Regions from separate parts of the Zea mays genome. Here region 2 is linked to region 1. The links are chromatin contacts, called in public Hi-C maps. All regions are on one chromosome and are shown on one strand. Each heading gives the region's core, a stretch centred on a gene start, on an enhancer-like site or on the middle of the called end of the contact. The rest is flanking DNA. Distances are from core to core; before and after follow the strand shown. Region 1 holds the start of LOC100217281 (Protein tesmin/TSO1-like CXC 4). Region 2 has its middle 190 kb from the start of LOC103650483.

Region 1 (2,700 bases), core at 77-2,576:
TAACTGGGTTTACAATCAGGTACAACTAACCAGCTCGGCAGTAGGCAGCATGAGCCAACAGGACACCAGACTAATCATTCCTGTAGGCTGTAGCAGTGTAGCTGACTATTTGGCTAGTGATCAAGTGCCCAGGCAACTCAACCTGACTTTATAACTTGAAAACATCGGTTCAGTGTTCACCTTTATTGCCATAATTGCATTTATGTGGAACCCTCATCAGCAAACTTAGCTCCCTCCACAGGACGAGCGGTACACAGCATTACATCCAAATAGGCAGATCACGGACACACCGGGAAATGCAGCAGCCTGTTCTTCCGCCGTGCAAGTGCAGCCTTGCAGTAGGATATAGTAAACCTAGAAGCACTGGTCAACTTGGAACCAACAATGGAACCGGCCTCTTCTCATTAATGTACATCCAGTTACGAGCGGGGGTTACTGGGAGCTCAATAAAACCGCGGCATTTTGCTACTAGGCGGTGTGAGATTGACGAAACAAAGAAAAAAAGAAAAAAGTACCGTACATTTGAAACATGCAAGACTAATCAGATTAAACCTAAAACATCTGCCTAGAAACAGCACTGGATTCGTCAGCGACAGCAAACCGAATCAGCACCGAACCAAAAACGGTACAGACATCCTAGGCGCACACTGACGACGACATGTGGGAGTGAAGAGCTCGTTTTCTTCTCTAGCCACACCTCATCCCACGGTGGCACGTACACTGCGCGGGGGGGCTCGAACGGAGCAATGGAGAAGGCAGTGCAGTGCAGGCCAGGGGCGAAAGGGGTAAACTTACAGCTTGAGGCACCTGGACTTCTTGCAGCTGCAGGCCTTGCACCCGTCCCCGTCGTCCGCCTTCCTCCTGATCCACATCCACCCACCCAGCAAAGAGGGAAAAAAAACAGAGGGACGGAGGGAGAGAGTGTAAGCGGGAGCGGATCGCACGCAGCGAAACGAAAGAGGAGACCGGGCGCGCGGCCGAAACAGTGCGGGAAAGGGAGAGAGAAGAGGGAGGAGGCGCACGGACCTCCTCTTCCTGTCGGAGTTGCCGTTCGCCTCCGCCGGCGCTGGCGGCGATACGGCCGCGGAGGCGGTGGGCGCGGCAGCCTCGGCGGCTGGAGTCGGGGCGGAGGCGGGAGGCGGAGGCGGAGGCGGAGGCGGGGAGAGGTGCGCGTCGTCGGGCTCCGGCCACGGTTGATTCGTCGCCCCCGCCCCCACATCCGCGTCCATCGGAACGGGCGCCGCCGCTTGCGGCGCCCCGATCGGCGGCGTGGGGCTCGCCGTGGCGACAAAGCGAAGGCGAGCGCGAGAGGTGCGGACTGCGGGAGTCGGAACTCGAGAGGGGCACGGTGCTACGGCCGCACGAGGAGGAAAGGAAAGCCAACTAGTGAGATGAAATGGGGGTTAGGGGCTTTGAGATTCGCGCTCGCTGCTGGGACGGCCCCGATCGCTGTTGGATCCTCTGGTTCGGTTTCGACCAGGGTTTCTCTCTGGCCTGTTCGCTCTACTGAGGGCATGTACAGTGGTGTTTAATGTGGGGGCTCTTAAGGTGTTTTAGGGGGTTATTTGCAAAAAAATGTTAGAGCCGTCTCTCCGTGAAGAGACGCCTCTGGCTCGTAAACCAAGTAACAACAGACGTCTCACTTCCCACTGTACGAATTTGTCGTCTGTTCTATCTATCTGATGCTATACAAATACATTTAATTCTGTATTTATTAATAGACTACGTTTATAGACACTCCATTGTACAATATAGTCTCTTAGTTGTCTCCTGTGCTTGGAGAACCGTTTTGGTGTCTCTCCACTGTACATGCCCTAATCAGTTGGCTTCAATCTAAACCGTATGCTCATATCAATTCCCACAAATCTATGAACAAATCTATGCGTGTGGCGAAACGAATCCATGAGTGTGGATAGCCAATAGTGTTGCATTCAGGTTACCGCCAAGGCGCATGTCGTTATCGATGAGTGCCGTTAGCCATGGATTCTATCGCTAGCTGGAATTGGGGCGTGAGTATATATGGTGGTGGCTGCCAACAAATTGCCAAGGAATTGGGTCCAGGCTTTCATCTGATTCTTTGCTCAGTTTATTAGGAGCATGGACGATGTTTTTACAGCGAAAAAGGATGTGTTCTTCTGAATTTGCATCGCACATCACAATTCACAAATACCATATTTTGCACTCAGTTAACACACCGCAGATGATCAATACCATAAAAGCATTGCCAGTTCATACACGGAGATTTTACAAGTTCGCACGCACACAAACAAAATCATTCCCACTCCCTAAACCATCTTCAAATTCATCAACCACTTGTTCTGAACAAACGCCGTCAACAGTTGCACGACTACAGTTACCAAGCACGCACAAGAGAATGCATCTCAAGAGCCCTGCTATATCATGCCATATCCTATAGTGATCAAAGTTCTAGCTTAAATAAAAGTCTTGCAGTTTAACCTCAGACAAATATAAGTCTTAACAGTTCTGTCATCTGGTACATGCGAGATTCACATCTTGATCCCAGATACATACAAGTCCTCAGATTCTTCGGTCTCCGGAACAAAATAATGAACATAAATTATAGACAGACAGCCACAGGGAACACACGGAGCCAAGAGATAATTTACCAGCAAACCAAATGCCATTGGTTGTTCTAGGGAGGCAGAATTTTGCCAGCACGCGGCAGATTATTATAGCAGT
Region 2 (2,700 bases), core at 109-2,608, 570 kb after region 1:
TGTCCGAGCCGCTCATGACTGTGAGCACGGCTGATATACCAGTTTTACACTCTACATAGGTTGCACATCTTTACCCACAAGTTGTGTTACCCATTTGCCAAGGGATCGCGACTTCCCATTCATCTCTGTCAAGGAGACGAGGCAGGATAGCACTGTAATGCCTTTACAAAGTTCCACTAGCTTCAGAAACCCCGCTACAGTTTCTGAGGAGAGCGATATATGAATCCCCTTCTGAAAGGCCATCGCAGCATGATCAACCCGAGAACCTCCCTCTACCAACAACTCCCCTACCTCCCTTTCCCCTTTCGGGTAAGGTAGACCTCCACTAAATTTTCTAATTAGTCAGCTAATGGCGTCCCATACCACCCTTGTGGTAGCACTGTTTTCCCGGGTGGTTCTCGATGTTCCAGTTAACATAGTAGTCTTATCATGAACAATAAGTAATTTATTAACAATAAATAGCATGATCATGATTAATATGTATCTTAACACCCTAAACCACATAGAGCAATAGCAAATACTACCCCAAAAGTTCAGTGGTAAGCAAGGTGTAAGGTAAACCAAACTAGGGTGACCTACTGGATCTCATCAAAATTAGCCTAAGCATATCACAGTGATTAAAAAGAACATTATTGGGTAAAGAAGAGTGATCAATGGCACAACTTGCCTTCAATGAGCTCCTGCTCAGGGTTTTCCACCTGCTCTGTTCTGGCTTCCTCGGTCACTTGCCCGTCTACTCGCAACAATACAAACAAACATTGCATAGGAGAAATTAACACCACACCAAACATGAGGGCAAAATACATAGTAATGATCTATGTGTTGTATGAGATTGTAGATTCAAGAACCACTAGAATCGGAGTTACGATTATAAAGATATGATTTCTCGTGGTTTTATACGATTAAATAGTGATAGTGCATATACTCTATGTTATTGAATACAATTCTTGAGAGATTATGAAATAGATACTTTAGCCTTAAACTAAGTTATGACTTGATCAGAGATTATCTTTTAGCATAGCTTATAGATAACAATTATTGCATTTATTTTAATTATAAAAGTAAACCTTATGAGCACATGTTAAACTATCATTTAATTATCTCTAAAAACAGAACCAATTATTGTTGTTTAATGTGTAGGCAATATTAATATGAAGCCAATGCAACTGGATGCCGGTTGCATGGCCAGCTGGAACTTGCAAGGATTGTGGCGGTTTGTTACGGCGCCCACGAGAGGATTTGCTCAGCGCAACGAGCTGAAGAGGATGGCTGACCGCACGGACCACAAACTAGTGAGGGCGAGCGAAATGGAGCTGCTGACCGATGGGGCCCACACATCAGAGCGCATGCGAGAGTCTGGCGGGGCGGCACCATGCGACAGTGGCTCGTTCTGGTGTAGGGCGGCGCGCGGGATGTAGCTGGGCCGAGCCCAGGAAACTCGGCCAGAGTGGCCTTTTTCTTTTTGTTTCTTTTCTTTTTTATTTTTCCTTTTTCTATCTTCTTTATTCTTTCCTACTTTAAATCCAAATTTAGGTAAGGGGTATTAAATTCAAAATATGCACAGAACCAAAAATACAAAGTGATACAAATCTTGTATTCATTTATTATTATATTCCTCTAAATATTAGAAGGCTTTAACACATATGAACCTAATAAAGAAAAAATCATTCTATAATTAAGAATCTCCCTTTTTTCTATTAGAAAGGATCATGACTCTTTAATAAAACACGAAGTAGAAATAACCCTAGTATTATTTCTTGAATATTTAGTGCCCTAGAATTCTCATTTTAGGGTTTACAAATCCTACCACCCCCTAAAAGGAATCTCGACCTCGAGATTAAGATGAACAGGGAAAAAGATGAAGAAATTCTACTCTTAGTTCTTCCTCTCCCTCCCAGGTAGCTTTATCATCTCTGTGATGGCTCCATTGGACTTTGCACATTTTAATCACTTTATTCCTGGTGACTCGAGTCAAGGTATCGATGACCTTGATAGGATATTCCGTGTAGGTCAGATCGCCTTGTACACTAAGTTCCTCCATAGGTAGTTGCTCTTCTGGCACCTGAGGCACTTCTTCAACTCACATACATGGAATACATCGTGTACATCAGCCAGATGGCTTGGTAACTCCAGTTGATAAGCCACTTCCCCAACTCGCTTTAGGATCTTGAAGGGTCCAATATAGCGAGGGGACAACTTCCCTTTGACTTTAAACCTTCTCATACCCCGGATCGGTGACACCTTTAGGTACACGTGATCACCTTCCTCAAATTGTAGCAGTCTTCTTCGGGTATCCGGATAGCTTTTCTGCCTTGACTGTGCAGTTCTCAGATTCTCCCTTATTATTCAAACTTGTTCATCTGCTTCTTGGATAATCTCAGGTCCAAAGAACTGTCTCTCACCGGTCTGATCCTAATACAAAGGGTTTCTACACTTCCTTCCATATAAAGCTTCAAACGAGGACATCTTCAGGCTAGCTTGATAACTGTTATTATAAGAGAACTCAGTGTAGGGTAAGCTCTTATCCCAACTGCCACGATGCTTAAGGGCACAAGCTCTTAACATATCTTCTAGCACCTAATTTGTTCTCTCGGTCTGGCCATCAGTTTAGGGATGATAGGCTGAGCTAAAGTTCAACTTCGTGTCCATGTACTCATGTAACTTCTGCCAAAACCAGGAAGTGAACTATGATCCCCGGTC

Evidence for each region. A called contact is a pair of places that touch in the nucleus more often than the background predicts.
Region 2: a contact with region 1 is called in a Hi-C map of tassel, with 2.5 times the contacts expected there. The contact joins the enhancer-like site here to the promoter of LOC100217281 in region 1. A contact is called at or near these places in 2 of 25 Hi-C or Micro-C datasets (ear and tassel).

The regions. Positions count from the first base shown.
Region 1 is chr3:121,287,739-121,290,438 of Zm-B73-REFERENCE-NAM-5.0, forward strand. It overlaps LOC100217281 (Protein tesmin/TSO1-like CXC 4), which reads right to left and starts at 1,327. Exons shown (of 6, transcript NM_001143632.1): 1 at 1,027-1,327; 2 at 796-861. The coding sequence starts at 1,229. LOC100216775 reads right to left here. Exons shown (of 11, transcript NM_001317372.1): 11 at 2,175-2,700.
Region 2 is chr3:121,857,418-121,860,117 of Zm-B73-REFERENCE-NAM-5.0, forward strand. No RefSeq gene overlaps it. Among protein-coding and RNA genes, the nearest start is that of LOC103650483, 190 kb to the right of the region's middle. Within about 2 kb of position 1,359, at least 14 of the 20 cell types and tissues checked have an H3K27ac peak or open chromatin away from gene starts, as enhancers often do. A contact at or near this core is called in ear and tassel, where this site is marked.